Linked DNA regions of Mus musculus: all the other regions are linked to region 3. A link is a contact called in public promoter capture Hi-C data. All regions are on one chromosome and are shown on one strand. Each heading gives the region's core, a stretch centred on a gene start, on an enhancer-like site or on the middle of the called end of the contact. The rest is flanking DNA. Distances are from core to core; before and after follow the strand shown.

Region 1 (3,927 bases), core at 645-3,144, 1.4 Mb before region 3:
TATTTTATTTTTTCCTTGCTCACAGAGTCCGGGGAAATTGCCTCATTATAACTGAAGTGACTCTACTGGAGTGTGGGTGGCCTTGCAGTGAGACCTTGCTTGGGGAAATTGTTAAGTATGGTATTTGTTTTAACACTACAATTTTGTATTATGTACATTTTTGTTATTAGACGCGTTCTCACGACCGGCCAGGAAAGACGCAACAGACCAGAATCTTCTGCGGCAAAGCTTTATTGCTTACATCTTCAGGAGCCAGAGTGCAAGAAGCAAGAGAGAGAGAAAACGAAACCCCGTCCCTATTAAGGAGAATTCTCCTTCGCCTAGGACGTGTCACTCCCTGATTGGCTGCAGCCCATCGGCCGAGTTGACGTCACGGGGAAGGCAGAGCACATGGAGTGAAGAACCACCCTCGGCACATGCGCAGATTATTTGTTTACCACTTAGAACACAGCTGTCAGCGCCATCTTGTAACGGCGAATGTGGGCGCGGCTCCCAACACATTTTAAAAGACATAAACTATAAATTTTCAGCTCCCTTCTGAGAGGAAAAAAAGAGGCCTTGAAGGATCTTACAGTCCTTACTTAGAAGATTTTGTAAGTTTGACAACAGTTACAGGACAGCTAACCACTCAGGTTCACATTCACATGGCAAACCTTGATCCTGTAGGGCAACTAGGCCACTGCTTGGGGAGAGCATGGACCCTGCACAGCTTAGGGGACCTGGCTACTCTCACATCCCCTGAAAACAGGTCTTTCTGACTATTACATTTTTAGCTTCTCACAGATTGTCCTTGGACTTCCCCAAGGCCTCCACCAGTCTCCACCCACCTTCCCAATCTCTCCTCTCTCTTCTCTCCTCTCTCTCTCTCTCTCTCTCTCTCTCTCTCTCCCTTCTCCCTCTTCTGCCCCCTCCCCTCCCCTTCTCCCACCCTGCCCCTCTCCCTCCTTAGCCCCTCCCCCGCTCCACCTCTCTCCATTCTCTACCCCCCCCCCCCTTCCTGGTTTCTGCACAAAGTCAACTTTCTTGCTCAATGAAAGTCCATTTTGGGCCTCTGTCTGACCTGGCCTTTTCCAGCCTCACCCAGATGGCTCATTCTCTACCTGTACCACCTTCAATTTCCAAGGGAGATTTGATTGGTCCAAATGATCAGTTTCACCATTGTTGTGGAGTGGCTGCTGTTTGATGAGGTTGACAAAGACTAGGCCACATTTGTGAGTGTGTGTGGGGGCTGCGGGGGGTGGGGGGGCTGAAACTCACTAGGTTGACCCGGAGTTCACAGAGATCTTCCTGCCTCCACGGAGGACGTCACCAATGACTTGGACACTTGGACACTCGTAATTAATTGGGGGTGGGAAGAGAAATTTCCCTCATGATTACATTTACAATTCCTATACAATAATTTAAGTTGAGTTTCTTTTTCAAAACTCTGGGTAGGGCAAGTACATACGATGGAAATAAAAAGAATTTGAATGATTTGAATGGTCAATGAAATGTAGGAAACAATGAAGCGAAACAAATGTATTCCGTCTCAAGATCTAGAATCAAAATCGGTAGACCTGGCCTTGAAGAATGAAGGTGTTTGCAAATTGAGTCTTTTTTACTTTATTATTATTATTATTTGTCTTGAGCCTAATGCTCTGCATACAGAACCCACGTGAGGCTCTGTTTTCCTAGGAGATCTCAGAATTTAGCACGCTGGGGGAGCTTTTTCTCTTGTTGGGTAAGATACTCTGTCAGGAAATGAAGATGCATTAGGCTGTGGGTCCTGACGAGTAGGACGAGAGAGGTGATGGTACTTTGTGTGTGCATTCCTAGAAACCTGCCTCCAGCTTTGGCGTTGGCGCGGGTTTCCTCCTCCTAGGCGTGTCCCGGGAGAATGGGCGGCCCCTTTCCAGACAGCACTTAGTCTTACTTGCCCCCTACGCCTCTCCTTGTCCCCTCCCTCCTCCACTGCAGCCTTTCTCTTAGCCCGGGCCACTTCCTTCTTCTGCCTGTTCCTCCCCAGGGCGCGGAAGCCGAGTACAGGGTTCAGACCCACGCAGCAGCAGCTCTTCCGTGAAGAAGGAAGCAATCGGAGAGGTGAGCTAGTCCTGGAAGGCGCTGGGGGAAAGCTGGACCCGACGTCTGGGAAGTCTGAGCCCCGGGTGGAGGGTAAGGACCTCGGGGTGCCGCGGTACAGCTAGAGGGGCCTTGGACACGCGCCCTTTGTACCCCACTGGCGGGAACCCCACTCGGCCAGCACACTTCCGCACTGGGCTCACGTGACGTTTTGCCGGCCGGGGGCGGACCAGGAGAGGGGCAGCCCCAATCGATGTTTGCAGCGGTGCAACGTGTGGGTTTTGCATTTGGCGTCAGCTTGGTTGGGTGGGGGGCTGGGGGTGAGGTTACGGGGTGCGGAAAGACTGGGGGGGGGGATCCCGGGGCAATGAAGTGGTGTCATGACATTGCTCTCTGCACTGCGGAGGGCAGGTGAGGAAGGGAAAGTAGGACTCGTGGGGCTCCCGGGCTGTGCCTTCGGGTGCGCTGACGGTGGGGGACCGAGGGAGGGTGAGTTGCGAAGACAAAGGGACGAAGCGCTTGTGGTCCCGGGCTCTGCAGCCCTATGCAGTTCAGGAGTGAGGGAGTGGTACACACAGACCTCAGGATTTGGGGATCCATATTTGGCAAGACCTCAAACTTGTAGGAGGAATGACCAAATATGGAGTCAGCTGGAACCAGCGAATAGGGACGAAGGTGAGCCTTTGACCCGCGCCAGCTGTTAGTGATAGAAGGGAGGCTGGAAGACCGCCTAGCTCGCGTGTAAAGTTGGCTGTCGGTTCCCGAGCAGGCGACTCTAGAAGGCTTTATTTCCTTGGCCTATTGCCTCTAGAGTTTTAAAACATAACTAGAGAAGGCTCCTGACATTCCTTTCCAAATGTGTATCGATGAAGCTTTCTAGCATGTGCCAAGCCCCTCTCCTTGTGAGACCCACTCAGACAGCCTAATTAGAATCTGAGACAGTTAGACAGGCCCGGCTGACATCTGCCGCTGCCCGTCTTCTGGCCCAGCCTCTCGCAGACAGGCTCATTTTCTTAGGTTTGCTTTGCTATGACCTCTCATTGTTCTTGATCTCTCAACGAAGAGAGGTTTCTCTCCGGCTTTTAGACTGCCCTGGGTCTATTGTATAATGTGAATATTTTCTTCTCTTTTCCCCTCCCATATTAAGTGACTAAAACCTATTGAGTTGGGTTTGCAGTAGCAAACCTATTATTTTCCTATTCATAAGGGTCCAGACTGCGAGGCTGTTCTTGCTTTGTAAATGATCTGCCTTAGTAAGCACTCAGTATATGATATCACATAAGGATACACTATTGCATTAGATTCGTTTGTGTAACAGTAAAAGAACGGGAAGACCTGGCAAGATGGTGTGCTGGGAACACGGCTTATGTGGCATTAACTGTTGTGAGCTTGTTTCATTCGCAATGAAATAAGTACTTCGTAGTGTTCTTAGAATTTCATGAATTAGGGTAAAGGCACTTACTCACTGCGAAGCCTCATGACCAGATTTTAATCCCTGTGACCCACATGGGAAAGCCCACAAGTTGTGTCTGACCTTCACATTCATACCCTCCCCAAAAGAAATACATGTAAAAAAAGATTTTTGTAAAAGAAATTAATTATGAATTAATTCGGCTAAGGAACCTGGCGTGTAATTTCTGGGGTTACAGTCATAGGATCTCCCACACCCCACATTTGTATGTAGGTTCTGGGGCTCAGACGCGGTAATCTCATGCTTATAAAGCAAGAGTCTTACCAACTGAGTCATCCCCCTGCCTCCCAATCTGCGTTTCTGTTATATCTGTCCATCCTAACCAATAGAACAATACCAAACATGTAGACTACGTATATAAATATATTACGATGATTCTAGTTATGTTTTGTTATTTG
Region 2 (3,657 bases), core at 739-3,238, 1.3 Mb before region 3:
TGTGAATATAAGACATAAACACATCATAAGCACAAAATAGCTATTCTCTAGCTGGGGAGATACTTAAATTGGTAAAGTGCTCTTTGTACCAACTTAAGAACTTTATGTGACCCATGTAAAAACTGTGCACAGACACACATATCTATAGTCCCAGAGCTGGGAGGCAGAGAAAAGTGGATCCCTGGAACTCACCAGCTGGTCATCTAATATGTCCGTGAGCTCCAGGTCCATAAGAGACCCTGCCTCCAAAAAATAAGGTGGAGAGGAATAAAGGAAGACACCTGATACTAATCTCCAGCACACACATCTCTCTTCCACCTCTCCCTCCTTCCTTCCCTATCTATCTTAGCTATCATTTGGGCCTTCTAAAGAATTACTTTCCTTTAACATATAGTGTACTGCGTCCAACTAGCAATTGCTCTCAAGAATACAGTGTTGCTCCAGGCTCTGCCCATCAGAATCCTGGCTAGGAAGTCATGTGGATGGCTCTTCTCTGAGCAATTCCTTGGCCATCTTTCTAGACCCTTCAACCTAGCCACAGTGCCTTGCCTCAACAGTCCAGTCGATTAAAGATCACGCCATAGGAAGAAGACACTGTAAACGAGTTCAGTGTTTTTCTGTAGTCATGGATCAAGAATGTCATTTATACATTCACCAAGATCAGTTCAGTTGTTTCTTACGGCACCCAAGATAAAAATATGGCTGTTTCATGCGAGGGAACAGAGGAAAATTATTTAAGCATATACATTGCCAACGTAATCAGAGGTAGACAGGAGAAATAAACTGTGATACTCGGGACAGCTCTTCTGGTAAGGTATGGGATCATTCTGAAGAAATGAGCTGAGATCAGAAGGGTGGAAAGGAGCGGGTCTTTGAAAGGGGCAGAAGAGAGTGCAGAAAAGGAGATTACATCAAACTCTTCCCAGGAACCCTGTGCTCTCATCTCTTTTTCTTTCTTTCCGTTTTTCTTCTTTAATAATAGATTTTTAATACACTATATTCTGCTCTTCTTTCCCCTTCTCCAGCTCTGCCAAGATCCTCTCCACCTCCCTTCCCAGCCGAATCCACAGCTTTCCTGCCTCTTCTTAGAAAACAAATATGCATCTAAATAATAATAAAATAGATAAGATGAAAACAAACACACAATATAGGACAAAACAAACAAATGAAAAAGCATGAGAAAGTCATATAGATGTATTCGTTCAGTGAGGAATTCCACAAAAAACAGAAAACTGGAAGCCATATGTCTATACAAAAGACCTAAAAAGATTACACATATATATATATATATCCCTGACAAAACATTCTGAGACAAAGAACCTCTTAAGATTCAACTGAGTCTCTTTTGTGTTGGCCATCTACTGCTGAGCATGGCTGTGCCCTCACTTCTTCACCTCTGATGTCCTCCTCACAACCCGGCCGTTCTCTCCAGACAACTCAGTCTTCTTTGTGCAGCCTGGCTCCTCCTGGCTGGCTCTGCTTCTGACAGAACCGACAGAACCCTTGGGTCTCTGGTTGGTAGGTCTGGGCTAAATAAGCTTTCCACCACGAGACTGAAGAATTCCCATACAGGAGCTCAACTGCACTCTCCAGAAACTCCTATCTTACCATTGTTGAGCCGCAGAGCCATTGAGCGAATTATTAATCCGAAACCCTTTGTTTTGCTCTCCTGTTCTAGTCACCTGTTTGTTTTTCCAGACCACGTTGTCAGGTTTAGCTCCAGTAAGGTCAGAAGGCCAGTTAACAACTTCACGAACACTGCCTGGCTCCCAGTCGTGGCTGTCAGCACACGCGGGAAGCCCGCCAGCCTCCCTCTCCCAAGAAGGCGCCTGGATGACGTCACCCAGAGCCGAGGGCTGAGCGCCGAGCGTGACGTCACGGGGGCGGAGCGAGTTGCCGTGAGGTCACTGGGTGGGCGGGGCCGGGCTCAAGCCCCAGTGTCGTCACGGGCGGGGGCGGGCCTGGAGCGTGTCAGCGCAGCCGAATCAAAACAAGCCCGAGACCCGCCTTTTCCCTCGGGCTCCTCCGCGTCTCGCTCTGCTCGGGGGCCCGTTGCGCCCGCGCGGCTGCGAGCCTCGGGTGGCCGCGCGTGGCCGCGCCGGCTTCTGCCGCGGAGGGCGCGGCGGCCGGAATGTCGCGGCGAGGGCCGCGCGGCGGGGCGGGCGCCTGAGGAAGAGCGGCCGGCCCGCGCTCTCCGTGGCCGCCCCGGTGCGGCGGGGGAGCCGCCTTCGTGGGCGCCGGGGACCGGGACACCCGCGAGCGGGCCGGGGAGATGCCCAACCCCAAGAACAGCAAAGGCGGCCGCAAAAACAAGCGCGCCAACAGCAGCGGGGACGAGCAGGAAAATGGAGCCGGGGCCTTGGCGGCGGCGGGTGCGACAGGCGCGGCGGCCGGAGGGGCCCTGGCGGCGGCGGCGGCGGGCTGCGGGGCGGCGTCGCCCGGCGCGGTGGGCACCGGCGGCGCGGCGGGCCCGGGAGGTGCGGGCACGGGCGCCGCCAACGCCACCGTCGCTGCGGGGGCTGCAGCCGCGGGAGACGCTAAGAATGGTAAGACGACAGCGGCGGGGCGAGCGCCAACTTCCTCACCGACGGGCGGGCGGGCGCGGTGGCGGGGCCCTGGGTGGCGCGGGCGGCGCGTGGACAATGCGAGTCAGGAAGTGCTCGCCCCGCCCCACCGCCCCGCGCTGCCTTTCCTTTCGTGGTCCCCACGCGGAGCGGCGTGGACCGGGGCTGCGGGCCCCGCGGCGGCGCTCCGGTTGGTGCCTGCTCCCCGTGGTGCCCGCGCGGGCTGAGTCTGAAATGTCCCGGGTTGGTGGGAGCGAGGCAGCGGGCAAGCAGGAAAAGGAGCCCAAGTTAGAATGATCCGATTGGAAACTTCCCTGCTCACCGCGACCCACCCACCCACCATTGCCCCCAAAGAAGAAAAGCTGCAATTCCCAGCAGATGTAGGCCTGTTGCCTGATTGCCACAGGTGGAGAGAGAGAGAGAGAGAGAGAGAGAGAGAGAGAGAGAGAGAGAGAGAGAGAGAGAGAGAGAGAGTGTGTGTGTGTGTGTGTGTGTGTGTGTGTGTGTGTGTGTGTGGTGTTCATTTAATTCTCTTGTCTTGCTCGAGGAAGGAAGAGAATCTGAACTTGACTTCCGTTCCCAACCTGAAGTGTTTGGGTGTCTTTTTCTTTTTTTTCTCTCTCTTTCTTTCTCTCTTTTCTTCCTTTTCTTCCTTTCCTTCTTTTCTCTTTCTTTCTTTCTTTCTTTCTTTCTTTCTTTCTTTCTTTCTTTCTTTCTTTCTTTCTTTCTTTCTTTTCCTGTCCCTTGTATAATTGTTTCACATTTGTTTTTCTGAAGAAGCCCTGATAATTTCATGAGCGCTTGAATGATCCTTTAGAAGGGAGGAATGCAGGTAATAGCTAAGGTGTGACAGGATTTTCCCTTCTTACCACAGGATGCCTGACATTTATTTGGGCAGCTTTTAAACTTTTTTCTTCTCAGGTAGTTTTTCAGGGGAAAAAAATGTACATTTTAATGTAAGTAGATGAGAATCGTTAGAATCGTTATATTTGCTTCTTAACAGTTTTCAAAGCCATCCTCTATGTAGATGGTCTCCCATAAAAAGGGCTACAGTACTTACAAGAATGCCACAGTGATTCCCATAGGAGATAGA
Region 3 (4,089 bases), core at 1,398-3,897:
GCAAGAGTTGTCCAAAACGTGTGTCCTCAACAAAGATTTGAGTCTTTTTTTCTGAAACTAATGTCTGTTTTTATCTTTCAAATGTTAAGTTTACAGGATTGTGTTGTTTTGGTTGCTTATTTTGATTCATGATGAAGAACAAAAAATTGGAGATTCTTGTAATTTGCATGCCCAGAGGCCTGTAATTATGAATAGAAAGCTGTATCTAATTTTATAATACTATTTTCTTATTTTGTGATTTTGATAATTTGCAGCAATTATAAACATATGAAACAGAAATGTTGTTGTACATACACATGATTCAGAAAAAATAAATTGTTCTTCAAATTTATGTCTCTAAAAAAACCCAAAACCTTAAACCAATATTCCTGTATTAATTTTTAGATTATTTGATATTTGTATAAAGTACAGTGACTACAATTCAAACAAGGGGAATTACAACTTCATGTACATATAGCTAAACACAAATGGAATATCTATTTTAAAGGATGAAAAGTTAAAATCTTAACATTGCATATAGTTAATAACATAAAATGGAACTCAATATTATATACATCTAAACCTATAGTATAAGGCTTTAAAGATAGGTGTCATATTCAAAATTAACTACTTGAGGTTTAGGGTATAATTTCCAGAGAATATCATATTTGAAGCAATAACATCTTTGTCTTTCCTAATTGTGGATGGAAATAAGTATTTTTTCTCTATATGATAAATTAATAAACGTTTGGGGTGGGTGACAACTGCACATAGCCCAATTAAAAAATATATGTATATATGAACATGTATATAGTTGGAAAGTTCAAAGAGCACAAAATAATTGTTCAAGAATGAGATTATCTTAGGCAGTATAGGATTATTATGTTATTCATATTCCTAAATTAGTAATTTTAATATCTATAAAATGTAAGAAGTTAGCACAAAATGTTTTGACAGCAAGTAAAATGTGGATATATTAATATCTGTATATTTATGGTATAATTTGTTTCTTTTTACATTATGTTTAACTTAAACAGATTATGAAATATAAAGACATCAAAGTAAACACTAAAATGCATTATGTAGTGAAGAATATAAAAACATACTTTAAAAGTAATGCTGCATTTATATGTGCTAAGTTAGTATGAATATATTATACTAACATTGTTATTTAACAGTCATTTATATTGCTATGTTATGAAAGTCTGTTCAGCAGTCACATATTTTTGTCAGTGAAGAGAATATAATTATTTTGAATACAACTACTGTTTCATTTATTACACATTTGTTTTCAAATAATATCTCCTCTAATTTTGCTGTCACCAATAAAGACAGAGCTAGTTTAACTTTCTTTTTCCTCTCTCTTTTTGTTCTTCCTTCTCTCCTTTCTTTTCTTGGTTTTCCTTTTTTGTTAATGCCTATATGCCTCTGTAGCTCCTGCCACTAAATCCTCATTTCCATTGGCTGTGTGGCTGAGTCTCTTCCCTCTTGTTCCATTTTTCTGCACTAACAGCATTAGGGCAGTGGAAATGAAATGTTACAGTCAACAGTGTTTAATATTTTTTTGTTCTTATCACTGTTAACACTTCTATTACTATCAAAACGTTTGGATCAGCACTGTCAGTTACACAGAACCTGCTGACACACCAAGGAAAACTTTGATAAACAGTTCTGCTGCGTTTTTCTATATTCTGCAGAGTTCTTATGTCAAAATGTTTCTTTGTTCCTTGGGATATTTATGTTGAAAAAATATATTGTGGTTTGTTAAGGGGGTGGTTTTGTATTTCTACTTGAAGTTTTAATCCTTTACTTCTAACCTCACAGTAGGTTGCTGTAGAAGTGATTAGATTGTAACAAATATAGGATTATTGTAATTCAGGGCAGACAATAAGCTGGGAATGATTTTCTAAAGAACAAAGATGTCATTTTCATGGAAATATAACAACAGTTTCAAAGAAAGGAGCAGGTTTGAAAGAAATAAATATGTGCTTGACTAGGGCAGATTATAAGAAGAAATAAAGACCAAAATTTCAAATGAAAAATTGACAGTTCTGAAAATTTACATTCACTCTTTTCTTTGAGTTCTAAGGCTCTTTGAATGTATGCTTATGGGCTTTCAAGCTTACTGCTTGCATTCATCAGGACCCCCTCTTAAATACCTACATTTAATTGAAAGCGACATTTGACCTTGAACAAAGAACAGCAGTTTCTCATTTATTTTTGTAAGGCAGAGTCATCTTCTACTGCATATTAAATCTTCCTTTGCATGTGAAAAAATGGAATTCCCAAACGTTGTAAGCCCAATGAAATTGTATATGCTACACAGGTTAAATGTTAGATGGCGGCAGACATTATATTGAGGACATTTTCTAAATAAGTTAAATATGGAAAATAACTGAGCAAATTGTCAGTATTTTCAGAAAATATTTCCCTCCCTTTCACACTGAGTGTGGGAAAGGGATTCTCAGTGCAAGATGAACTTCACTTAGTATGTGTCAAGTTACTACAGAGGACAGTTGCTTATCCTCAAAGAATAATGCTGCTTTGACAAACTTTTGAATGGTGAGAGTTACAGAGACAGTTTTCATCCTCCACTCCCATGACATGCCATTTTATAGCTCTGCTGATGAGCACACAGCTCCATCTGGGGGCAGAGCCAGAGGGAACATTTTTTGTCTTGGCTGGATGGCTGTCATCATTGTGCAATAGAAGCTTCCTGTGTCAACAGCACTCATCCATAGCCCATTCTTGGTCATACTTCTATCTAGTTTATTTCATGACATTCTGTAAGGTCATGGTGTTCATTCTAAAAGCCCTTCTGTAGGAGTCTCAGAACCTTGTAATTGGTTCTTCTTCTCTAACTGTTCTTCTGTGTCTACACATCCATTCCTTCTGGCTTTTTCAATGTAGCTTGTATTTTTTTTTCAGATCTAAATTACAGAACATTTTCAATTCACCTCCAAAATTATCTGTACTATTTGCACTTCTCTTCCTTATTCTTCATCTTTATTTCCTGTCAGGTCTACATTCTTATCTTCAAGGGGCTGGACTACTCTAATGATCCTTGGTTCTACATATTGGGTCCTTTCTCCTGAAACAATGTATTCTCTCATTCCCACCCTTTTCATTGGTTATCTCATGGCCACACCCAGACAATATACCTGAAGTTATTTATTTGGCATTGCTAACCTAGCTTCTTTTCACTTCACACTTTGGCATCTAAGAGTATTCCTTCCTCTGCATCAACACACATGACTGATTCAAATCAATAAATTCAAATCAATAAATTGAATAAGTTACAAATATAATTTTTTATTTACCCTCACTGTAATATCATGACTAATTATGTCTTAGTAATGGCTACTTGAAACACAGAACCAGCATTCTAATTACCATTTGCCAATACTTAATCTACCATTGGCAATATGTAATGTGAGTGTGTGCACAAGTATGCATGTATGCGCGCACACACACACACACACGTGTGTGTGTGTGTGTGTGTGTGTGTGTGTGTGTGTGTGTGTGTGTGTATTTGTGGTGCAGATGTGTGTCAAGAGGTTGCTATACACATAAGTATGGATGGACATAGACTCCTTGAATGTCGTACTTTCAGCATCTACCTTGCTTTTTGAGACAAGGTCTCTCACTGACACAGAACCCACCAAATAGGCTGCTGATCCTAGGAATATGGCTATCTCTGTCTTAGCAGTAATGGATCACAGACATGTGCTCATGGACTTGGGGTGATTTGTAAGACATTTTCCCTTGCTGAACAGTATGATCTGTAGCCCTTAATCAACATCCTTTTAACTGTTGTTCCAAATAGACACGTAAGCGACAGCATCGTTCTGCTCAGAATCTTTAGTTGCCGCCTGTCAGGAGCAGGTGACTGAGTAGTATATGGTTTAAGTGATGACTTCTCCACATAGAAGGTGTGGAATTCAGCCAGCCTGTTGATTTCTTGCTGTGCCTTTTCTTACTTATTTCTTCAATTGTTCTAAACGACTTGGAGGTTGAGTTGGACAACATTGTGCTTTTTTTTTTTTTTAAATCAGTAGCATCACACATGTAAGTAGTAAAAAGATCCTGACTTTTGTCATTTTATTATTA

Evidence for each region. Promoter capture Hi-C pulls out the DNA fragments that hold promoters and counts their contacts.
Region 1: a contact with region 3 is called in a promoter capture Hi-C map of cranial neural crest. The contact joins the promoter of Abracl here to the enhancer-like site in region 3. A contact is called at or near these places in 5 of 39 promoter capture datasets (the 3T3-L1 cell line, cranial neural crest, hippocampal neurons and 2 more).
Region 2: a contact with region 3 is called in a promoter capture Hi-C map of liver, with 3 times the contacts expected there. The contact joins the promoter of Heca here to the enhancer-like site in region 3. A contact is called at or near these places in 4 of 39 promoter capture datasets (the 3T3-L1 cell line, cranial neural crest and liver).

What each region holds. Positions count from the first base shown.
Region 1 is chr10:18,021,219-18,025,145 of GRCm38.p6, reverse strand. It overlaps Abracl (ABRA C-terminal like), which reads left to right and starts at 1,894. Exons shown (of 3, transcript NM_028440.1): 1 at 1,894-2,079.
Region 2 is chr10:17,946,398-17,950,054 of GRCm38.p6, reverse strand. It overlaps Heca (hdc homolog, cell cycle regulator), which reads left to right and starts at 1,988. Exons shown (of 4, transcript NM_001033432.3): 1 at 1,988-2,546. The coding sequence starts at 2,273.
Region 3 is chr10:16,635,764-16,639,852 of GRCm38.p6, reverse strand. No RefSeq gene overlaps it. Among named protein-coding and RNA genes, the nearest start is that of Gm20125, 460 kb to the left of the region's middle. Within about 2 kb of position 2,647, at least 23 of the 459 cell types and tissues checked have an H3K27ac peak or open chromatin away from gene starts, as enhancers often do.